Linked DNA regions of Mus musculus: regions 2, 3, 4 and 5 are each linked to region 1. The links are chromatin contacts, called in public HiChIP or PLAC-seq and promoter capture Hi-C maps. All regions are on one chromosome and are shown on one strand. Each heading gives the region's core, a stretch centred on a gene start, on an enhancer-like site or on the middle of the called end of the contact. The rest is flanking DNA. Distances are from core to core; before and after follow the strand shown. Region 1 holds the start of Eif6 (eukaryotic translation initiation factor 6). Region 2 holds the start of Myl9 (myosin, light polypeptide 9, regulatory). Region 3 holds the start of Epb41l1 (erythrocyte membrane protein band 4.1 like 1). Region 4 holds the start of Norad (non-coding RNA activated by DNA damage). Region 5 holds the start of 2310005A03Rik (RIKEN cDNA 2310005A03 gene).

Evidence for each region. Promoter capture Hi-C pulls out the DNA fragments that hold promoters and counts their contacts. HiChIP or PLAC-seq counts read pairs in DNA pulled down with a chosen protein or histone mark.
Region 2: a promoter capture Hi-C map of pre-B cells shows a contact between it and region 1, with 3 times the contacts expected there. The contact joins the promoter of Myl9 here to the promoter of Eif6 in region 1. A contact is called at or near these places in 2 of 39 promoter capture datasets (liver and pre-B cells).
Region 3: a contact with region 1 is called in a promoter capture Hi-C map of pre-B cells, with 3 times the contacts expected there. The contact joins the promoter of Epb41l1 here to the promoter of Eif6 in region 1. A contact is called at or near these places in 2 of 39 promoter capture datasets (liver and pre-B cells).
Region 4: a contact with region 1 is called in an H3K4me3 HiChIP or PLAC-seq map of pro-B cells, with 4 times the contacts expected there. The contact joins the promoter of Norad here to the promoter of Eif6 in region 1. A contact is called at or near these places in 3 of 39 promoter capture datasets (liver and pre-B cells) and 2 of 115 datasets of contacts at active chromatin or transcription factors (large pre-B cells and pro-B cells).
Region 5: a promoter capture Hi-C map of pre-B cells shows a contact between it and region 1, with 3 times the contacts expected there. The contact joins the promoter of 2310005A03Rik here to the promoter of Eif6 in region 1. A contact is called at or near these places in 5 of 39 promoter capture datasets (the C10 cell line, liver, pre-B cells and 1 more) and 1 of 115 datasets of contacts at active chromatin or transcription factors (bone marrow-derived macrophages).

Annotation. Positions count from the first base shown.
Region 1 is chr2:155,823,816-155,828,624 of GRCm38.p6, reverse strand. Eif6 (eukaryotic translation initiation factor 6) reads left to right here and starts at 1,700. Exons shown (of 6, transcript NM_010579.2): 1 at 1,700-2,298; 2 at 2,415-2,500; 3 at 4,585-4,760. The coding sequence starts at 2,192.
Region 2 is chr2:156,772,921-156,777,595 of GRCm38.p6, reverse strand. Myl9 (myosin, light polypeptide 9, regulatory) reads right to left here and starts at 2,132. Exons shown (of 4, transcript NM_172118.1): 1 at 2,090-2,132.
Region 3 is chr2:156,417,699-156,422,487 of GRCm38.p6, reverse strand. It overlaps Epb41l1 (erythrocyte membrane protein band 4.1 like 1), which reads right to left and starts at 1,397. Exons shown (of 25, transcript NM_001368800.1): 1 at 1,189-1,397.
Region 4 is chr2:156,391,230-156,396,259 of GRCm38.p6, reverse strand. It overlaps Norad (non-coding RNA activated by DNA damage), which reads left to right and starts at 3,281. Exons shown (of 1, transcript NR_024329.1): 1 at 3,281-5,030. The region is part of intron 2 of Gm14170 (a long non-coding RNA gene); the gene reads left to right.
Region 5 is chr2:155,098,542-155,102,962 of GRCm38.p6, reverse strand. It overlaps 2310005A03Rik (RIKEN cDNA 2310005A03 gene), which reads left to right and starts at 2,884. Exons shown (of 3, transcript NR_040634.1): 1 at 2,884-2,935; 2 at 3,728-3,852; 3 at 3,956-4,421. It overlaps Gm45609 (a long non-coding RNA gene), which reads right to left. Exons shown (of 3, transcript XR_001783519.2): 3 at 3,453-4,204.

The DNA.
Region 1 (4,809 bases), core at 451-2,950:
CACAGGTCAACTTCTGAAGGTGGTCGCCTTAGAGCCACAGAGGCAGCGCCGAGGTTTGTGCCTTATTGTGATGCCTTCCAAAGGATGATGCTCATTTTTGACATCTTGCTTCTGTCACAGAGGCCAAAGAGAACAGACGATTGATATTCTTCCCATTTTATAAGAATGGGCACTGAAGTCCAGAGCTTGGATGGTTAATTTGGAGGAAGATCCAATCAAGTGACAGGTTAGGGAATTCTGCCAGTCCATTGTCCTCTGGCTCTAAATCTGAATTTTGTTTGCCCAGACACAACACATAGAATCTGCAGTTCCTGTGTTTCTATGTACATAAAACATGGACACTACAAGGATGTTTCAGATGCCCGTACAGTACACAGAGAACAATGACTAGGTACACCCATAGATGCATAGAGCGAGTATACAGAGCTCTCTGATTAACTCAAAAATAAAACTTCTGTTGCAGGTACATAATCAATATGGTCTGCCTAAATGAATGGCCACAGAAAATTCAAGCTTCTAGTACACACTGCAGAGCCCCCCTGAGACTCAGAAACTATAAATACACATATGACTCTTCATCCTAACTCTGCACCAAGCTGTGCTCACAACCTCACCCTGAACATTCCCTAGAGCCGAAAGGCTACTTAGATGCAGATTCTGAGGGCTGAAGCTTAAAAGCACAAACCTCAGAGAACAAGACAGATGTATTAGATGAAAACTGTATTAGGGACAGAGGGTCATGGAGATAGTAGAGCGATCGACAAAGCTTATCAGAGAGAGGCTGACTTGGAGGCTGGTCTTGAAGGACAGGGGGAGAGCCAGGTGGAGGAGAGTTAAGAGTTCTTGGTAGAGTAAGCCAGAGAGTGGTGTGGGGCTCAATGAGCGGATCTGGGGTGAGCTGGGGGAGATAAGCAGAGCACGTAGTTGAACACTTAGACACAAACACACAGACCACCTTGCTGAATGTCTCTGGAAGCTCGGGCTGCAGCTGGTCATGGGTCTTTCTCCTGAACTTAGCACCTGCAGGAGACTGTGCATGGTACTAATCAATAAAGGCAATTGTGGCTAGACCCCGTAGCAATCTGATGTGTTCTCGGTTATGGGACTGTATGATGGGGCTGGGGAAAGGGCGCCGCGCCATTTATGCCCCTTTCAGATCAGATCTTCTTGGAGAAGAATGAATGGCATAAGACAGTCTGCGGTAAGTGATTCTCTGCTCCTTTTACCTTCCACTGTGGCATTCTGAGACACCCTGGGGACTTTTGTATATTCTACACTAGTTGAGACAAGTTTATTCTATGAAAATGGGCCATACCACTATCCCCAGGGCTGCTGATGGGGTGATAAACTGCGTGATAAACACATCAAGGAAGCAAGTCAGCTCTCAGATCTTTGCTTACCCTAGAACCCTTTCTCCTCCAATCTCTCCGTAACACATTTCCCCGTCTCCATTGTCTTCTTCAGCCTATGGTTCTTATGCCTCCTCCAACCACTTTATCCTGGTCTCTTGGTTGATCTCTATGCCAAATTTCAATCTTCAACCCTTGACCCTTGCCACTGGTCCAGATTCCCACTTCCGTCCGCGTGGCCGGGGTGTGATTATCCTCTTTCTCAAATCCGCCCTTTTCCCGTCCTTACTCGGTAAATAAAGCCCTCCAATCAATCCAGCTCCAACCAGACAACACCGGTTCCTCATTTCCTCATCTTTTCATTTGCCCAGCCTCAGGTTTGATTGATTATTCCTTCTAAAAAGACCCACTAGGAGGTGAAGCCAAAAACCTAAAGCAAGAAAACGTGCAGGAGGCGGGGTCGGGCGGAGTCACCTAGTAACCATCGAGTCCTCCCAAAGGGTGGGGCTAGAGTGACCAGCAGCTCCGCCCGGCTCCTGCGCGCTCCCGGAAGCGGGCCTGGGAGGAGGCGGAAACGGAAAGCTAGTTACGGGAGAAGTTGTTGCAGCGTGTAGACATTGGAGTCGCTTGGTGAGCTGTTGGGACTCTGGGCGGCAAAAGTCAGTTCCGGGTCGCAGGGCGAGAGGACTTGGGGCAGGAGAGCCAGGAGGGATCCGTCCGCACGCCCGGGCATCTGAGGGGCCCGAGAGGGCGGGGTTTGAGGAGGCGAGGCTGGTTGACCCGGCTCCGGAGTGGATCTGTCGGCCCAGAACCCGCAGTCGTGCTGCCCCCCAGCCTCTCTCATGGCGGTCAGAGCGTCGTTCGAGAACAACTGTGAGGTCGGTTGTTTTGCCAAACTCACAAACGCCTACTGCCTGGTGGCCATCGGAGGCTCAGAGAACTTCTATAGGTGAGGCGAGAGCTTCTGGTCCCGAGCCGCCGGGGCGGGAAGGGAAGGGAGGCGGAGAGCGAGAGGTCTGAAAAGAGCGACCCACCCCAGTAAGCAGCGAATCCGTGTTTCTACAGTGTGTTCGAGGGTGAGCTCTCCGATGCCATTCCCGTGGTGCACGCATCCATCGCCGGCTGCCGAATCATCGGGCGCATGTGTGTGGGTAAGGCGGGTGGAAGACGCCGAGGGACACAGCGAAGCACTCTGAGTCATTAGTTTCCTGGAGCTTACCCCCAGTGATCGGGGGATTCCCAGGCTTTCGGGCCCAGTGGACTTTGGAATCTGACGGGTGTGTGGGACTCGAACTGCAGATCAAGAACACTGTCTCTCAGACTTGAGAGTAGCCGGAGCGAAATACCATTAAGTGCTGGCTATCATTCTTGGTCTCGTTTTTCCTTCACAGGGATACTGGAAAGCATGGGTTGTCGCTCGGAACTATGTGACTTACAGAGTCCCACACCTAAGGGCGGAGGAGAGGATTTGCATCTCTCTCCTGCCTCTGAATATGAACAAGTTGCTTCTTGTTTTTGAGCATCAGTTTCTCCCTCAGGAAATAACTAAGGTCCCAGGTCACCCTGTTCAGCTGCATTTAATTCTTACAATTTCTTTTTTTGTTTGTTTTTTTTTTGTTTTTTTCGAGACAGGGTTTCTCTGTATGGCCCTGGCTGTCCTGGAACTCACTTTGTAGACCAGGCTGGCCTTGAACTCAGAAATCCGCCTGCGTCTGCCTCCTGAGTGCTGGGATTAAAGGCGTGCGCCATCACACCAGGCTAATTCTTACAATTTCTAACTACAACTCGAGTGTTGAGTGGCTCCCGACTTTTCCTTTTATCCCCCCACACTCTGGCCTTAGCTGCACTGTCCCTGTAGCTAAGAATGACCTAGAATTCTTGATACACCTTCATCTACCTCCCAGGTTTGGGGATTAGTAGGTGTGTGCCATTATGCCTTTGCAGTCCTTTCACCTGGCACTGTGCCCCATTGCTACACTCTTAGTTTCTTGGTTCAGGCTTTTATGTATTTACCTAAAAACATTTTTTTTTTAATCGTTAAGCATGGGTGGTGACTCTACATGGTTTCTCATTTACATTAATCTCTGATAATAAAACATCCTGGTCTTTTAACTGTGTCCTTATGAAATGAATTCTGACACGACATGAGAGATTTTAGTCTGGTCTTTGTTCTGTTTTAAGGAACGTAACGTGAGGTTCAGAAATTGAGAACTGTGGCTCAGGCTAGGCAGACGCTTGCCTGTAGTCATAGTGTAATGTTGAATGCTTTGTATAAAAATGCCATTCTTTTTTTTTTTTTTTTTTTTTTTGGTATTTCGAGACAGGGTTTCTCTGTATAGCTCTGGCTGTCCTGGAACTCACTTTGTAGACCAGGCTGGCCTCGAACTCAGAAATCCACCTGCCTCTGCCTCCCAAGTGCTGGGATTAAAGGTGGGCGCCACCACACCCGGTTTAAAAATGCCATTCTTACGTTAATGAGTATTTAGACAATTTATAGTTTGGTGTCTTAAGACTAGTACTACTGGCCAGGCAGTGGTAGCGCATGCCTTTAATCCCAGCACTTGGAAGGCAGAGGCAGGTGGATTTCTGAGTTCGAGGCCAGCCTGGTCTACAGAGTGAATTCCAGGACAGCCAGGGCTACACAGAGAAACCCTGTCTCAAAAAAAAAAAAAAAAAAAAAAAAAAAAACCACAAACAAACAAAAAAAGACTAGTACTACTGTGTAAATATGAACATATGTCCGTATTACTTTTGGATATATAATACCTATAAGTAGAGTTGAATAGTCACAGGATATATGACCATTTAGTATAGTAGATGCTACCAGTAATATCTTAAGTGGATGGCCCTTGTATACTCTTGTCAGAGCATAGAGTTGTTCCACGTATTATTGCTAGCATTTGATATTGATGGTCTTTGAAAATGTTTAGCAATTTAGGTAGGTGTGTAGTGTTAGCAAAATGTATTATTAATGCCAAGAACCTTCCTGCTCGTCCGGAGCTCCCCCAATCCCTAGTTGGTAACAGTGAGGTGGGTGGTATTTGTTGGGATATATTTCTGGCCACCTGAGGCCTGCTTAGGCGACCATGGTTCATATATGGATCTGTAGTTGAAGGACTGGGGTTGGCTTAGCGTTCTCCTAGGAAGCTAGTTGGGCTAGAATGGGTGGCATCCTGGGAAGCCGTTCTTGTACTCAGGGTGTATTTATCCCACTGTGCAATTTTGTTCTCTTCAGGGAACAGGCATGGGCTCCTGGTACCCAACAACACCACCGACCAGGAGCTGCAGCACATCCGCAACAGCCTGCCTGACTCCGTGCAGATACGGCGGGTGGAGGAGCGGCTCTCGGCCCTTGGCAATGTCACCACCTGCAATGACTATGTGGCCTTGGTCCACCCAGACTTGGACAGGGTGAGGTGGCAGCTTGGTCTGGAAGTTACAGGACTAGCCTAGCCAGTGG
Region 2 (4,675 bases), core at 883-3,382, 950 kb before region 1:
GTGTGCTCTCCCAGCTCCTGACTGATCCACTTTGTCTCCTCCTTGACCTCTAGCATTCCACAGCTGTTCCAGGACTTCCTTCCAGCCCCCCCCTTCTGTAGCTGTCCTCAGGCTGAGCTCTAGAGTCCCAGGGGTGCTGTTCTCCACCCTTATCTTGATAACAAACACTTGCGGACTCCCTCATCCTTCACCACTAGGGCAGCCCACAGCAGCAGGCTAGTAGAGGATTCTTCAGTGAAAGGTTTATGAGCTCCACTGTACAGATGGGAAAACTGAGGCCAGGGAAAGAATTCAACCTGATCCCATCATAACTTGTGGGGAAATACATCTCAAAACTTCTGTCTGCTTCCCCTCAGCTAGTCCAGGCCCCAGCACGTCTTCTTCTCTGCCCTGTGCTCTGTAGACCTTGGCCCAGGGCCTATGTCCTTCCTCCTCTATCCCTGCCTCTAATACCCTCTGGGCTGGGGTCATGGTCAGCTCCAGCAAGTCCCAGGGCCACATCTACCTGCAGTCTTGAGACTCTAGCTGTATAAAACCCAGTGAGCCCCACAGCATGCACCAGGCTTTGGGGTTCCTTTGTGTAGTGCTGGGTGGGAATTGGTAAGAACCGGGGGCAGAAATGTTGTCCCTGGAAGCTGTCCCCCATCTCCTGTGGCCCAGGCTGAGATGGCCATCAGCTAGCTTTCTTCCTTTTCCTTTCTTTCTTTCTTTCTTTCTTTCTTTCTTTCTTTCTTTCTTTCTTTCTTTCTTTTCTTTCTTCCTTCCTTCCTTCCTTCCTTCCTTCCTTCCTTCCTTCCTTTCTTTCTTTCTTTCTTTCTTTCTTTCTTTCTTTCCTGTCTGTCTGTCTGTCTGTCTGTTTTGTTTTGTTTTTCTTGTTTTTTCGAGACAGGGTTTCTCTGTATAGCCCTGGCTGTCCTGGAGCTCACTTTGTAGACCAGGCTGGCCTCGAACTCAGAAATCCACCTGCCTCTGCCTCCTGAGTGCTGGGATTAAAGGCGTGCGCCACCATACCCGGCTCTGTTTTGGTTTTTTGAGTCAGGGTTTCTCTGTGTAGCCCTGGTTGTCCTGGAACTCACTCTGTAGACCAGGCTAGCCTCGAACTCAGAAATCCACCTGCCTCTGCCTCCCAAGTGCTGGGATTAAAGGCGTGCACCATCACTGCCCGGTTTGGCCATCAGCTTTCTTAGCCCATCCTGTCTGCAGACCTCTAGGGCAGGCCCAGCTAGGCTCCCCTAGTGTATCCCTGCCCTCTCTACATCCCTGAGAGGCATCCCCCCCACACACACACACACAAAGGGAAGTGAATACCTGTGAGAGGGTTGGGAGCCAGGACACCACGCTAGGCTGGGGCCAGTGGGTGGCAGGTTTGGCTCTTGAAGGGCCAGGCACTTTCTAGACTTGGTTGAGTGACTTAAATTAGGAATAAGCTGTGTCCTTAACTCTGAAGCCATATGCTCCCCTCTCTGGGGTCCTAGACACCAAGGATCAGACAGCTGGAACTTGGCGCGGTCATGGCTAGACCATCCCTCCCTCCTCATTACTAGTCTCCATAGCTGGCTGTGCCAGATACCCTGCTTTCCAACCGGCTCATCAAGCAACCAGGGCGGCTGGAGGGTTGTGAAGAAGCCAAGACCCCCTCATCCCACCGTTCTCTAGTGCACACAGCACTGGAGATAAGGAAGGCATGAGGTGGTTACCATCCCTCCTGGGGTAGGGTTTGCAAAACTGGGTGTGAGCGCTGTGCTTCCGTAGGGCTCAATTTCCTCTGCCACACACAGTTTCTTGGGTCAGGGATGCCCTCAACCCCCTCACTGGCATCTCTACAGGCAGGTAGCCTGGAGTTTCCAGGCTTGGTGTGTTAGGCTCTTTAGCAAAAGGACACTCTGGATCCTTGTTTCCTTGCCCAAAGACCAGTTTTCCGGGGCGCAGAACCACCAGTTGCTCAGTCCCAGGCCAGGGTCCCCTTTAGGACCCAAGCAAGGCAGTAGCCCCAGCCCACACCACTAAGCATGCCACAGCCCTCAGAAGGCCGGGTGAGGTTCAGCCTGACCACCTACTGTAGCTGCCCGGGTGCTGAGTGGGCTCCCACCTGCTGCAGAGAAGAAAAGTCCTCGGCGCTGTTGCGGTGCTTCGAGAGTTGGCTGGCAGCAGCTCCGACCGATGCTCGATGCTCGGAGCTCTGGGGGCGGAGCCGGGGCTGGAGGGTCCGCAGGCCGCCCGGCCTTACAAGGCAGAAGAATGCGCGGGGGTGGGGTGGGGGCGGGGCTGAGGCAGCCAGCCCGGCCTTATTAGGCCTCTGCTTGCAGGCTGAGAAGCTGGGGTGCCCCTGGAATAGCCCCCCTCGACGCAGCCTTTCTCTGGGTCGGCCCAGGCTGGGGCATGGAAGCAGATTGAGGTGTCAAGACTGGCAAGAAGGGCGGAGCCTTCAGCGTTTCCCAGCTCTCCGACCCCCTCTTGTCCCAGAGGCCCCTGCTGTGTCTGGTGGAAGGCTGGCTTTCACCCGGCCAAGTATGGTCCTTTTTTTTCAGGGAGACTCAATCCTCACAACAGCGGCCATCACTCTTTCCCTAGGGCTTTCTGGCATTCAGTTACTTTGTAAATAGCTGCCTGGCTCCGCAATGGGGCAGGCAACTGATCCATCTGCCTAGGGAGCCCTGGGAGCCTGAAACCGCCTACATCCCGGGACAGTTCTGAGCTCGGCTGAAAAGGAGTTAAGGGTGATGCTGGGAAATGGAGCCAGATTGAGAGGAGATGGAGCCAGATGCGGTGGTTCATGCCAGTAATCTCGGCATTTGAGAAGCTGAGGCAGCAGGATTGCCAACATCGAGTATAGTGTAGGTTCCAGGTCAGTCTGAGCTATGGAGCAAGGTTGTCTAAATAAATAGAAGGTAACAGTTTTTATCTGTCCTGGCAACATTAGAGGTAACAGTTGAAACACTTCCGGAACTAGAATTTGGGGAGTAGTTTAGCTTAGCGTAGAGGTCAGAAGTCACAAAGGAAAAGTAATGGATGTCAGTGCAGGAGATTTAGAGAGCGTATGGCACGCTCAAGGACAGGAGAGCAGACAGTAAGTGGGGGAGATGCTGGTTGGGCTTATGGGGCAGTGGGAAACTGGGCGACAAGGGGAGGGGTTCTGGAAACACTTCAGTGCTTCAGCCAATAGGACTTGAAAACGGACCAGACTGGAATGAGAAGAAAGTTGGCTCCAAGAATTCAATTCTTTTAAAAATTCTATTTATTCGTGATGAGAGTTGGTGTGGAAGTCAGTGGACTGTTGCAGGCCTGCCTGGCCACATACGAACAGCAAGTGCCATTACCAAGGAGCCTCTCTCACGCCCCAGCTCAGGATTTCAGTGGGGCAGCTGGAGAGAGTGCTGCCATTTTCTTAGTTGGGCAGCGTGGGCGTAGGCGGAGCAGATTTGGGAGAGATCCATTTTGTCTTGGATTTATTCATTTTTGGAAACTTTCTTTTGAGATAATTTCAAGCATACTAAGGTTCTAAGACTCGTATAGAAAACTGACTTCCTTGAGAGTCTCCAGTTGACCTTTGGCTCCTCACTCTTCCCTGTGGGAATATGCACATTGCCCAACACTTGATAGTGAATAAGATTTTAGTATATCCTAAAAGGAGGACTCTTTTACATATTGATAGTATATTATCAAAATCATAAGATTTAACATTGATTTAGGCTTTTAATTTATGACCTATATTCCAATTGTGCCAGATGTCTCAGTAATATCCTGTATGGAAATTTGTTCTGGTCCAGGTTGTGTGTGATGGGTGAGGTGCAGGTGCCATGGGCATCATTCTATGGAGCTTGAAGATGATGTCATGTAGCTGGAGGGTGATGTCATGGAGCTGGAGAATGTTGCCATGGAGCTGGAAGATGTTGTCATGGAGCTGGTTGTGGTGGATTGAATATGCTTGCTCAGGGAGTAGCACTATTAGGAGGTGTGGTCTTGTTGGAGTAGGTGTGGCCTTGTTAGAGGAAGTGTGTCACTGTGGGGGTGGGTTTTGAGACCCTCATCCTAGCTGCCTGGAAGCCAGTCTTCTGTCTGCCTTTGGATGAAGTTGTAGAACTCTCAATTCTTCCAGCACCATGGCTGCTTCCTGTCATGATGATAAAGGACTGAACCTCAGAACCAGTAAGCCAGGGCCAATGAAATGTTATCCTTTAGCAGAGCAGTAGTGGCACACGCCTTTAATCCCAGCACTCGGGAGGCAGAGGCAGGTAAATTTCTTTTTTTTTCTTTCTTTATTTTTATTTTTATTTTTATTTTTGCAGGTGGATTTCTGAGTTCGAGGCCAGCCTGGTCTACAAAGTGAGTTCCAGGACAGCCGGGGCTACACAGAGAAACCCTATCTTGAAAAACAAAAAAACAAAACAAAAAAATAAATGTTATCCTTTTTAACAGTTGCTGGTCATAGTGTCTTTTTACAGAAATGGAAACTCAAAGACACTGGTCCTCTCTATCTTTATAAGAGCTCTGCTGATAGAACTTGTCACCAGGCCTTTGGCATAAACCCCATTACCCACTGACTCGTCTCACCAGTTGTATAACTTTCCAAGTTTTTTGTTTTAAGTTTATTTACTTTTGCGTGTGTGTATATGTGTGTGTAATGCATATTATAATGATACACACATATACACATATATACATATATTTTTTGAGA
Region 3 (4,789 bases), core at 148-2,647, 590 kb before region 1:
CCATCCTGGCTCGCCAATACACAAACAGCTTACACACTCATAAAAAAAAAAAACAAACCAGATATACCAGAACTTATCAAAACAAATGCACATATACATCCAGAGATATTTTGTTTATTCTTCATCAGTAAAATGTACAAATGCACCTAAATGCACAAGAAATATACAGGGAGAATGCACACACTCACCCAGACTAGACATGCATGCAGTGCCCAAAACATGGGGGAAGAGATACAGAAACACATCTCTCTCAAAGTATGAAGACCTTCTGAGAGGGGATTCCTTGGAGTGGGGCGCTGGCCATTTAAGATAGTGATCAGTTTTACTAGTCTTTGTAGGGTACCTAGGCTGCTGCCCTTCCGAACAGTGTCCAGGGTGAGGGTGGAGGGTACCTAACCAGGCTGGGCTGTAGCTGGCCAGGGTGATGGTCGTTACACAGCAAGGAAACATATCACAGAACCCCGCTGAGGGGCCTCTGTTGCTTCTACCCACACCCATGCCTGCGCACAGACACACCCTCTTCACACCTAATCCCCCACCCCACCCCTCACAAACACACACCCGGGATTTGAGCAGGCCACGCCCTCTGCTTCAGCTCAGCTGGGAGCCAGGCTCCACTGGCAGTAGGGCTCTCCCGTACCCCGGGTGTGGCTGCCCACCTGCCAGCAGGGAGTCTCCACTCAGCTAAGACGCCCCCGCCGCTGCTGCTACCCACTTCCTCGGCCAGTGCCGGGCTCCGGGCGACGCCAGCGCCTCGGCTGCCGCCCCCACCCCCTTCCTCCCGGCAGTGCGGAGACAAAGCCGAGCACACGCACACAGGGGCTACGCGGGTGCACACCCGCCCTCACACGCGCACACACACGGGGAGTCACACTGGCGTGCACACAGCGAAACACACACACACGAACACTCACATACACCCGCCATAGGCTTCAGCCACAAGCGAAGCCATCATCAGCATAGGCACACTGCCTCATCCAGATGTACACACTGTTACACATTGGGACACACCCTCTCTAGGCACATCTCCGGATAAGCAAACCAGGGCACACAGACCCTTACCAGATTAGTACACCACCCAGCCCCTTACTCAGATGCACACGCACGTACACACCACTTGCACCGACCCACAGACACACGCGCGTTCACATTAAACGCACACCCGGAGATGTGGACCCCGACACGTACCCGCAAAGACACGAATCGTAGCTTCGGCCACGCACGTCCTCCAGCACGCGAGCTCGGGACGTAGCAACAGCCTGCTCGGTCTCCGCGCCCTGCTAACCTGGCGGCGGCGGCGCGGCTTCCGGGAGCCGTCTGTCTGTCTGTCTCTGAGTCCCTTCGTCCAGTGGCCGCCCAGGCAGGCTCCAAGACGCTCCGGAGCTGCGCAGAAATGCCCCGCTCGCTCTCTCGCTCGCTCGCTCGTTCGCTCCCTCCCACGGCGCTCAGCCCCCTCCCCGCCCGCTCCGCACACCCCCTCTCCCCCTCTGCCCCGCCCCGCCAGCTCCCTGGGAGGAGGCGGCGGCGATCCGGGCCAGGCAGCGTCCGAAGGGTGTGCGAGTAGCGAGCGCGACCCACTGGCCCCAAGAGCCGAGCTGCCCAGGAGCAGGCGCGTCCGATCCCAGGGAGGGGAACTCGGAGGGGTGTGCGCCCCGCGAGCCCGCGCCGCTGGCTTCCCCCACGTGGGACAGACGCCCACCAGAGCCTAGGCAGAGCTCAGAGGCCGAGGCGAGCAGCGGGACCACGAAGACGAGACTCTCCACGGAGCCTCCTCTCCCTCCAGGTCCCAGCCCCGTGGGCTCGGCCTTACTCCACCTCCTAGAGAGTCGCCACCGGCACCAAGTCTGCTTCACCTCGCCTTTGACTGAGAGCTTGGCGTTCAGGCCGGTAGCCTGGGCTAACCTGGGGGACCAGCAGCACCACTGGCCTCCACTCCCTCCAGCAGGGACCTGGCCGACGCCCACTACCCTTCAGCCTCCCTCCTATTGTTCGGGCGGCCTAAGCTGCGGAGCTGTGGAGGACCACGCAGCTCTTTCCAACCAGTCTGAGGTGGCAGTCCTTTGGCACTCTTTGGAAGCAAGGGCCGAGCCCCTGGTCCCAAGACCCTGGGGACCCACAGGCCCAAGCATGCCCAAAGTCAAGCGTTTCTCTGAATTATGATTATATCCGCCCTGGACCTTACAGGCTCCTGCCGGAAGGTACTGCTTTGAACACACACGTAAAGCTAAGCATAGGAAAAGGACAAAGTAACGAAAACAGTGAACCTAGAATAGTATCCATAGAAGGTAGGGCGTCTATGGGGTTAGCTGAAGAAACTGAGCTTGGGTTCCCAGAGCAAGGGCCAGACCTCAGAAGGCCAGGAATACCAAGCCTCCTTTGTTAGACTTTGAAGGGAAGAAAAGGAAGAAGTAAATGTAAGAACTTACCGGGTTTTATTAGAGGCCTCTGCATGGGTAACAACCTAGGCAAATGACTCCAAAATGTAAACACCTTCACCTCTTGTGACCTTACCTTATCTTAAGTGGTAGCTGGGATCCACCTGAGTCTGCCCCAGGTAGCACAGAATCAAAGGCTAGGCCAGTAATTCTGGTTCTTCACTGCGGTCCCATCTCCTCCTCCCCACCCCCACCACTCTGCTACAGGATGCTAAGAGCAGATTGGAATCAAACAGCTGAATAGATAAATCCAGAAGGGGAGGCCTGGTTTGGACCTCCAGGGACATTGATAAACTGAGAGGACAAAACTAAGGAAACCAAGGCCCTACCTAAGACAGGACTCAGCAGTGCTCACTCAGCCGCTCCACTGCATGGAAGAAATACTTCCATGTCTCATTTCATCTGTACAGTTGCAACAGACGGTAGCCGTGAGCACAAAGTCACTAAGGAGCTTGGAAAGGGGCAGAGGCAGGATCCTGGACGTTGATTTTGAACTCCCATATTTAGCCATCAGGCCAGCCCTGAATGTGAGGTGGCAGTAATTGACCTACTCCAGTCAGCACCCACCATGACAGGATTCTGTTTATGGGTGTTTTCTGTCTCCATGTAGTTTCCTGATACCAAGCACAGACCCTGATTCGGAGACCTAATTTGTTAAACAACTATCTCATGGCATGGGCATGGCTCCGATGCCCTCTGCTCTGGGGCGAGGGACTGTTATCACTGGTTTTAGATGAAGCGGAGGAAATCTGAACTGCTAATCAGATCTGCTGCTGTCAGGAGGAGATAGAGACAGAGAGGAAGAGACAGCGAGAGACAGAGGGGCAGAGAGAACACTGTGGAAACCAGAATAAGTTTCCAGAAGATCTCGACAGGCTTGAAGACTGAGCTGGAACTTACAGAAGGAGCTGCCGTGCAGAATAAGTGTAAGGTATGATCCGGCGAGAAATTTCTATGATCCTACTGTCTGCAGCCACCGGCTACCTGTGGCTACTGCGCAGTTAGGATGTGACCGGTGCACTGAGAAACTTCACACCTAATTTTATGTTCTTTACAGTTAACAGTCACGTGGGGGGCTGGTAACAAGAGTGAGTGTCTCCTTGATATCATCATGCTCAAAACGTGGTCTAGAAGAATCTAGATTAAGAGCAGTTTCCATGAAAATAGATTCAAGATTTTTACTTGACCTTGAGCTCAATAATGCAATGTGGTGTGGCAAGAGGGTGAATACATTCTGTCAACCAAAACTAGAGCTGCAAGCAGCTTCTCCGGTTGCCCTAGAGAGATCCCAGCTGGACCACAGGACTCAACTCTAGACCCCACGTCTGAGAGAGACACTCACACTGAAGCATATCTGAAGGAGGGGACCAGAATGCTGAGGACTTGAGCATCACGTGACATGTGTAAGTGGTCTGGAGAAGGGTGTGGTGGCTGTCTCCAGCCATCTGCAGGCTGTCACCCAAAAAGGAAATGTGATCTGTTCCCTATTACTGTATTTATGTCTACTAAGCAAGACAACATCATCTGTGTGCGTGAACCCTTAGGTCTCCTCTGAAGGATCCACGTGGAACAGATCTGCTGGTTCCCCTCAGCCCCTAGTCCACCCAAGACCTGGCTCATATGAAACATGATTATAGATTCTATGGTAGAATGAATTTGAAGGAATTACATTTAACTCCAGTTGGGTAGACCTTCAGGAGAATGAGTCCATAAAGAACTCTCTAGAGCTGGGGGTGTAGCTCAGTGGGTAGAACACTTGTCTTGCGTGGAGGGAAGCCTTCAGTTCCATTCTCCAGCAGTGAGAAGAGAGAAAAGAAAAACAAATAAGCAAAAACCTTCTCTAATGTTTGGAGTTGCCCCAAATCAGACTGGTCACTTTGACCAACTTCCTGTCAATAACTACTCAAGGAGAGACCATATCTTCAGTGAGAGGCACAATCAGGAACCAGATGACAACCCCTCAAGGTGACAGCAAGCCAGTCCTAATAGGAGGGAAAAGTCAAGATCAAGGCCATGCTGCTAGACCATCATGTGGTGTGGTCTGTGCTGCCCTGGATAGACCACAACTGGATCCATCACAGGACTCACCTCTACAGGAGCTACACATTCTGATGGGGACACTGTCACACTGGAACAAGTTCATAAGGAGAGATCAGAGTCAGGTGCGATCAGTTGGAAGACTGCAGTGGTCCAAGAAATTGGGACTAGGAACCCAAGGACTTGAAAGGAGACCTGGGCTAGAGTAGGACCCCTGGGTTCTAATCCTGCCTCTGCCATTAGTTTATGGTTTGCCTGTGGTGAGTGCCTTCTTTCAGAGTTCAGTATTTCCATGTGTGGCATGCAGAGTGATCTCC
Region 4 (5,030 bases), core at 2,032-4,531, 570 kb before region 1:
GTGGGTGGCTTGACGCTCAGCACTCTTTCCTGCTAATGAGCTTAGAGCTTTTGCCCTAATAAACACTACTGTGTGTCACAGGGCTGACATGTGATGGCTTCCAAGGAGAAGTGTTAGCAACATTCACTACATTTGTTTGGTACCTTTTCTCCCATGTTATCCTTAATGTGAGATAGCCACAAGGACAGGGTGGATAGAACTGGCTCACCTTTGACCTCAGATTCTTGTTTAGAGTTTCTGGACTTACGCACCCCAGCCTTGATATTCAGAATTGAACGGCACCATTTAGATTTAGCCCAGAAGCTGCCTCCCAATTGAGCAGAATTCTGCATCCCATTATCTCTAGCCTGGCCCAAGATAGAAAGTCCTTCAAAGGCTTTTCTTAGCTTGCCTGCTCCGAGTCTAAGCTGTGAGTTTCTGTGTGCAAGTGTCTGCTCAGGCCTTAGAATCTTCTGTAGTGCTCCAGGGAGTTCTGGGGTCAGGTGACCTGGATTAAACTACAGGCTTTTCCTGAGAACTAGACAGATTACATAGCCCCCTATCTGTAAGGAGAGTAATACAACATACCTCACAGGATTGCTTTGCAAATCAAGTAAGACAACAAAAATAAAGTCTTCAGTTATTAAGGTGCCTGGCCCAGAGTACATGCCCAATGAATACATCTGCATATGAAGCCCTGCTGGGTGTGTGTTAGCACAAGCCCGGCACTTGGGAGACAGCCTCGAGTAGATCTCTGTGAGTTCAAAGTCGGTCTGGTTTACATAGTGAGTTCCTGGCTAGCCAGGACAATATAGTGATGAGATCCTGTCTAAAAGAATCAACAAAGTGGCTGGAGAGATGGCTTAACAATTAAGGCTGTTCTTTAAGAGGACCCAGGTTTAATTTCCAGCACCTACATGGCAGCTCCTGTCTGTAACTCCTGTTCCAGGGGATACAACACCCTCACACAGACGTGCATGCAGGTAAAACACCAATGCATATAAAGTGCATAAAAATAAATTGTTTAAGAAATCATCACTGAAAGAAAGCGGGAAATGTGTATCACTGCTGTCTCTGGGTGCCAGGAATACCAGCTAGCTTGGCTGTGGGGGAAGCCAGAGTGCAGTAAAGGGACCACAATGGCTGATTCCTTGATATGTCACTGTGCCCACTTATCCGCCCAGCCCTCCTTCATGTCTGAAACCCTCCCCCATGGGATCACTCCTGCTCTGCAGGTGCTAAGTCTGGCAGGCACTTCTTTTGCAATGCTAGAGACCTTTGCTTCAGTTTTCTAGCCCTCCAGTCATTCCCCTGTCTCAGGCCCTTGGTCATCTACCGTAGACAAGAGTCTGTGGTCTTCTTGCAGCTTCTCATCAGAAAGGCCTTTCTGACTGGGATCCTGTGTGTGTTTACATCAAGAGTCGTAAGCTTAGGCTAGAGGTGGCTCAGTGGCAGAGCAAATCCTAAGCATGCCCATGGCTGTGGGCTCCACCCTCAGCACAGTTGTCAGGGAGGGCTATACTTACTATAGAGCTCATCATTCTCAACATACACGTTTTTTTCTTTCCTTACTAAATAGAAAAGTTCATCTTTTTCACTGAAGGAAGCACTTCATAGCTTTTTTTGTGATGTCCAATTTGCTAAAACCACTATAGCATTGTACTTTGGAACCATAATTAAATAAAAAATGATTTTATGACATTTTATTCTGTCTTTTTTTAAAAATTTGTTTATTTTATGTATGAGTGCTCTATCTGCATGTACACCTGTATGCCAGAAGAGGGCATCAGATCCCATTTATAGATGGTTGTGAGCCACCCTGTGGTAGCTGGGGATTGAACTCAAGACCTTTGGAAGAACAGACAGTGCTCTTAACTGCTGAGCCATCTCTCCAGCCCACATGTGTGTTTGTGTTTTCGTGCGTGTGCGTATGTGAGTGTGCGTTTTAACAGAAGCTAAAGGGGCTTTGGATTCCTTATAGTTACAGGCATCTTGTGCTTCCTGATGTAGGTGCTGGGATCCAAACTCTAGTCCACTGATAGAGCAAGCACTAACTGCTGAGCCATCTCTCCAGGCCCAAGGATAGTGTTGCCATTGGCATGTTTTGTGGGGCAGAAGAGTGCTTATTACACAGCCTTGGCCAACCTGGAACTTGCTGTGTGGTTTGATCATAGTCAGTCGGATAACTGAGAGAGTGACTAACTGACCAGTGAGTGGAAGCAGTAAACAACAGCACACATTACATCCTGGAAGGATGGTATGGGGCATCATGGACTATGGGCAATGTAAAACGTACACAGTGACTATTTGGGAAATTATCCACTTAGTGTTTCTGGGAAGCAGTTCACCTCTGGGTAGCTGAAACGAAAAAGGGAACCCAGGGTCAGGAGAACTACTGTATACCATACGTCACCATCTGCTGTAAGGGCTCTCATCTCTGACCTTGTCCCTGATTCCGCTGACTTTCATGGCACATCTCAAAGCCCTTCAGTGGCTCTCATTTCTGTCTTGTATTCATTGACCAGATCCAACCCTCCTCTCTTCCCTGGCCTTAGCTCTTTGTGGAGCAGGTAAGGCCTATGTGGTCCATTTCATAGCCTGTTAACTGTTTGCTGTTCTCTTCTGTTAGGGAGGCTCTTTACACACACTCTGTGAGACTATGTTATCCCTTGCCTCCTTCAAGACTTTGTTCCAGGGGACTGGAGAGATGGCTCAGCTCAGCTGTCTATAATTCCAGTTCCAGGGCATCTAAAACTTTTACACAGACACAGATAGACAGAAACAGACAGGCAGGCAGACAGACAGACACACGCACACACACACACACCACCGTGGACAGAAACTGTGAGAGGGGTGATGTGGGGGGAGGGGTCCGATTTGCCTTCTTAGCCTCATGGAATAATAAATTCTATGGGGTTGTATTTGAGTAGATAAGAGGCAAGCAGTTCACTATCTTACTAGGTAATTAGTTTATAACACCACTTCTAGTGAGACTAGTGTAGTACTTCAGGCCCTTAGGCGTTTGCCTATAATTATTTTTATAATGTATCACAAATTGCTGGGACTGCTAGTGTGGGCTTTTTCTTTTTTTCTTTTTCACTTTTGGCCTTTTATTCTCCCCTTGGCCTTCTAGTCTCTACAAAAGATGTAAAGAGACTTAAAGAAAAAAAGACCCCCGCCCCCAACCCCAGGCTCCCCCCCCCCCCCCCCCCCCCCGCTCCCGGCCGGAACCTTGCAGTTGGGGAAACGTTAGCTCTCCGGTGGTGTTTTTGCGGGCTTCCGGTGCCGCTCCAGCCTGGGCGAGAAGAATTGCCAAGTCAGTTCCGGCAGAGAGCGCAGCGAGCTCGGGAGTGTGGCCTTCTTCGCCCCGGGCCCCTCACGGCCTCGGCCCGCGCCGGGTGAGCCCGAGGGGCCCGGGAGCAGCCTCGGTCCCTACTCTGCGGACGCCAGGAGCCCTCGCCCTCGAGGCAGCCACCGGCTAGGCCACGCGGCCATTCCGCAGCGACTCTTGCCCTGCCAACGATGCGCCTGCATGGCGGCGGCCTCCCCGACTCCACCGGCGCCCTCTCTCCAGGGCCGGGCCCACCGAGGAGTCCCAGCCAGGCCTTCGAGGACGCCTCGAAAGTGGCGGCGAGCGTGGCATGACGGGAAGAATGGCATCCACCTGAAGGCCAAGGCTGGGCCTTCGGGGCTTCTGCGGCCTAAGGCGGCGGGTCTGAGCAAGAACACTCTGCCATCGCCGGCTCGGGACGGGAGGCCCACCCGTGGCCGAGCACGCAGACCTGGATGAACCGAGGCCTCGATGGGCCTGGACGAAGGTGAGCGGGGCCCCGAATCACGGCGAGAGGAACGATCGATTCTTGGGCCGCGGGTCTTCCCTCCACCCGAGAGAAGCCGAGACGCGACAACCGCAGGCGGCCATTCGGAAACGCTGTCGCCGTAGAAGTCCTGTGTATATAATATGAAAAAGCTGCTCTCAACCTTTCCCCCGACCCTTTTTAGACTTCTGGCTAAATCTGGACGTCTAACTGTAGAGATTGCCGACGCAGGGTAAAGGAGAGGTAGGAGATGACGTGAATACCCAGTCGCCATAAAAAGAAGATCGTGGACACGTCTTCTGCAAGTGATTTTGAAATGGAATTGTTTAGGCCGCCTCTAGAAAGACCCAGGAGCGACACTCGTCCCTGTTTGTTCAGTACCTTAGAGGATCCAGCAGGAGGAAGAAGAGGCCCGGAGCCAGATTGGTCGTGTGAAGAAGACGTGTCTCTCTTTTTTATCCTATTGTATTGTGTATGCATTTTAGTCCTCATTTCTTACCCCCCACACCATGTTTGCGTGTGTGCCTGTGTGTGTGTATTTGAGTGTGTTTGAAAATGCCAGGTTTTGGGGGTAATGTCTTTCTAGCTGCTCTGAAGTGCCTGCCATATTTTATAAGTAGTAAACATGCTGTAAATACCTTTTTGTTAGGATTCATTTGAATTATTGTTTGGAGAAGAAAAGCCAAACCTCTCCTGAGTTGACCGCATTGTGTTTGTGCCCTGGTTCCCAGAAGGAAATCCAGAGCTCTAAGCTACTGTGGTCCGTGAGTGGAAAGGAACCACTATCTCCCACTATCCCATTTTGTTTGGCTTTTCTTTGTACATAGTGTATGTAAAGGACAAAGGGGTCCTAATTTACAACATCTAGTCACTCTAGATGTTAAAGAGGTTGCCAGTGTATGACAAAGTAGAGTTAGTAGAACAACACTTTTTTTTTTTTTTTTTTTTACATTTTGTGTTAAAGTTGTAATTACTCTTGTTACGTGTGCCATTTACTGACTGCTGTGTATATAGTGGACAACAGTCCTTACTTGAAACATCTGGTCTATCTAGATGTTTAGAAGTGCCCAACGTATGTTAAATGTAGAGGTAGTGAAATATCACTTTGTAAATATCTTTTTGCAAACACTCATGAGTCGTTGTCTTTGGGGAGTGGGGTGATGAGCCCTCTGAGCAGTACTGTCTTTACTTGCTCCGGGGTTTGGAGGAGGTGTTGGGAGGCAGTGACAACGG
Region 5 (4,421 bases), core at 1,635-4,134, 730 kb after region 1:
AAACCCTGTAAAAACCAAAAAAAACCAACCAAACAAACAAACAAAGATAAAAAGAGACTGTGTCTCTAACAAAAAGATAAAGGTGCCTTAAGGGTTGATACCCAATACCCAAGGTGTCTGCCCATCACACTCATGCTGTGCAATGAGCATACACACACACACACACACACACACACACACACACACACTCTCTCTCACACACACACACACACACACACACACACCTCATGTCAAAAAAAAAATTATTTGGGGGATAAAAATAGAGTGTTTGAGGCGAGTATGGTGGCACATGCCTTTAATCCCAGCACTCAGGAGGCAGAGGCAGGCGGATTTCTGAGTTCAAGGCCAGCCTGGTCTACAAAGTGAGTACCAGGACAGCCAGGGCTATACAGAGAAACCCTGTCTCAAAAAAGGAAAAAAAAAAAAAAAGAAAAAAAATAGTGTTTGCCAGGCACACGTGAAATCTTCAGTTTGATTCTCAGCACCACACACACACACATTATTATTATGTATTTATTTATTTATTTTCACCTGTAATTTCAGTACTTGGAAGTCTGAGCCAGGAAGATCATGGGCCATGAGTTTAAGGTTAGCCTGGGCTATTTAATGAGACCATTAAAACAAAACCCCTCTTCTCTTCATAACCTAGCTTAGCTGCAGAAAGAAAGTCCTGGAAGATGTTTGCAAGTTCTGCTGAAAGCCTGAATAAAGAAATCGAATGTCCCCTGATTAAAAAAAAAAATTCAAAGCTGGCCTCAATAGCCAGGCAGGGCTGAGAGTTGAGAAGCTACTGGGGCGGGGCTGTACCTGACAGCTGGAGGGGGCTTCCGGTGTACCCTAGTCGGCAAAGTGGTATTTCATACCCGGGATCTATTTTCATGCCCCAGCAGCCCAGAGGCAGAAGTTACTCTCCCTGTTTAGCAGATGAAGAAATGGTATTCAGGAGGTTGAGAAACTTTTCAAAGGTCAAGTCCATAGCAGGTTAAAATTTAAACCTGGTTCCCAGAGATATAAGGAGCAAAACAATCCTTTGCAGGGCAGCTTCCAGGGGTCAGGGAACATCCCTGGAAAATGCTGAGATAGAGGAAATTTTTTGAACATAGGCTTCCTAGCAGATGAGCCAAGAAAGACCTGATGAGTTCCAGGGTGGGGTGGGGCGATAGAAACTGGAACCTCGGGGCAGAGGGAGCTGGGGAAGGAGTGACTGGGGAGCAAGGAGCGGGATGGATGGGACGGGCGGGGGTGGGGTGGGGGGGTGGCAGAGGTTCCCTGCAGGGTTTGTTCTTGGGCTAGGGTATTTCGGACCTGAACTCTGAATGAAATTGCTAGGAAAATGAGGAGACCAGGGCTGATGAGATGGCTCATGAGGAGAAAGCGATTGCTCTGCAAGTCTGACAACCTAAGTTTGATCCCTGAAACTTAAGATGGAAGGAGAGAAATGTTTGTTGTTGTTTGTTTGCTTTTGTTGTTTTTTTTTTTGTTGTTTTGTTTTGGTTTTGGTTTTTTTGAGACAGGGTTTCTCTGTATAGCCCTGGCTGTCCTGGAACTCACTTTGTAGACCAGGCTGGCCTCGAACTCAGAAATCCACCTGCCTCTGCCTCCCAAGTGCTAGGATTAAAGGTGTGTGCCACCACCACCCGGCGTCTCTGTACTTGTAACACATGGTCTGAATGCCTCTTCTGATGTTGATGCTATTCTGAAAGTGTTGGGAGGTTGTCAGGAGGTTAATCATATCAGGAAACTAAAGCCAGCATTGTGGGAGTGGGTTGATCATCAGAAGCAAGAGCAAGACCAGCCCCCACCAACAGCCCCAGCATACACACACACACACACACACCCTGTTCCTTTTTTTCCATGCATCTGAGTCATGATGCAGCAAGAAGGCCCTCAGCAGAGAGCTCAAGGACTTTGAGCCAATTAAACTTCTTTATACGTGTTATAGCAGCAGAAAATGGACTCAGCCCCTAGCTGTGTGGCTCTTTCCTTGAGCAGCTTGACATGGGAGCTGACTCTCCCCATAGCCAGTGGCTCAAGAGAGCAAGATAGAACTTCTCATGGCTTCTCTGACCTGAGGTTGGGCTCTCACTTCTGCAATCCTTCAGTGGTTACAGAGGCCAGTCGCATTCGTGAGAAGGAACTGCCTACAACAGGGAATAGATACCCTGTGGGAGGAACCCCCCCCCTCCCCCCTCCTCCCCCCTTCCCCAGAAAACTGTCCACGTAAGGGCATAGACACCCTGAGGTAAAGATCACTGAGGGCCATCTCGGAGCCACCAAAGCAATAAACTAATTTATCCAAGGTCACGCCCATAGGAAGTGTTATCCCTGAGCTTTGTGAGTTTGTGTGCAAGTATGTGTGATATGTGAATGCACACACGTCTGGGGATGTGCCTGCTCACACTGGTGTAAGTTGAAGTCACGGCTTGACAATGGGTGTCTTCCTTATTGCTTCCACACCTGATTTTTTGAGACAAGGTCTCTCATTGAAACTGCAGCTGAATGGTTTGACTAGATTGACCTGCTAGAAAGCCCCACCCACAGGATCACCTCTATCTACTCACTCCCACACTGGGACTACAGAAGCTTACTGCCACACCTGGATGTTATGGGTTCTGGAGATTTGAACTCTGGAACGTGTGCTTGTATAGCAAGTATTTTATCTATGGGCTATTTTTCCAGACTCTAGAGGCAGGCTTTGAACTCTGGCAATTACTGCATTACAGACTTGACAGTCAGACAGGCAAGAGTCTGTCCTGGAGACACGCATGCTTCAGATTCCAGGGGTCAGGTGACCAGACACTATCTTATGTGTCAGATGGACACTCGTCAGAGATGTGGACTTGAGTGTGCTCATAAAAGGCTATGCACACATCGCTTCTCGGTGTGGACTCGGCGTGTCAAAGGGAACCCGGATTTTAGCTCCAGCTCTGTGGTTGTTAGTAATATGGGACCTCAGACAGCTTTCGGCCCCTTAGGGATCCTTTGTTTTCTCCCCCATGTGCCAGAATAGTTCAATTCCATGGACTCTGAGGTCCTCTAGCAGGGAGACTGGGGGATTTCATGCATAGAGCTGTTCATGGGGAATGCTCAGGGGGTTCCCTTCCTACATTCCCTGACTCTCTTGAGCCACCCTTTCCAAAGTGCTTTAAGAATTGTCTCTGATTGATGGATACTTAAGTTGTCTTCAAGTGAAGTGGACCCTTCAGGTGTGAGGGGCACCCTTCTTAACACGCACCAGATCAGGCCAGGCGGCTCAGCCCAGCTTCACCCGCAGCTGGCTGGTACCATTGTTTCCCCATAAAGCCGGGCTACTTTCCAATTGCTGATGCCCTCTGGCCAGGGGTGAGGCTCAAAGGACTTAGTTGTGTAGCTTCCTCCCTCCCCTAGGGCAGGCCTGGGTCACCCAACAGGCTGACTCAGCCCCTGCAGAGGAACAAAGACGATAGAGATGGTTAATGGAAAGAATTTGACATTTACTACCGCCCGAAAGAAACTTCAAATAATTACCATGAGGACTATCCCCACACTTATTCTGCAGTCCACTGACATCTTACAAACGTTGGGATGTAGGCACTGTTCTCAATTCCAGTACTTAGGGACCCATATTATTATTTTAAAAGATTTGTTTTTCACATGTGTGTGTGTGTGTTGATGTGGGTGCACTCACTCATGCATGTGTGTGGAGGCCAGAGGTCAAAGTTCAGCGTCATCCTCTGTCCTTCTCCAGCTTATTTTTGGGGAGAAATTGCTCACTGAACCTAGCATGAGATTGGCTGGCAGCTGATTCCCCGGGGATGTGCCCGTCGTTATGCAACTGTGCTGGCATTATTGATGATCATACCATGCTTTGTTGTAAGTACCAGCCCGGGTCCTCAGGCTGACACAGCGAGCGCTTTACCTACTGTGCCACCGCCCCAACCCTAAAAATCCTTTACTTTACAAAGTTTCTCCTCAGTATTAAACCCTGTAGGAATTATGAAGAGGAGGCTCCACCCACTTCTAAGATGATGAAAAGACAGAGCAAAAAGAAGTGCAATTCCATCTCTGCCCAACTGGTGGTACAGTACTCTCCATGCATGTAACTCCTTCAGTCCTTGCCACCATTTCTCAGACCACTGCCAGGAAATCTTCCCCTCACAGATGAAAAAATGTCCATGAGGTGATGCAGTCTGTCCAGGATCACACAGCCAGTCGGTGTCAGAGTCTGTGGAGAAAAAGTGAAATTCCTCTTTTGGTCCCTTTTCCAATCCTTGCTGCAGAGTAACCTGCTCGTACCCGCACATCACACATTGTGCAGGGTCTGGTTTGTATGCATTGGTGCTACAAGTGCCTGTTCTCTTCCTACGCCTTCCAAGGAGGTCATGTTCTGCAACTCGCTTTTCCTACTTAGCCCCAAACTTAGAATCTTTACCATTTGGGTT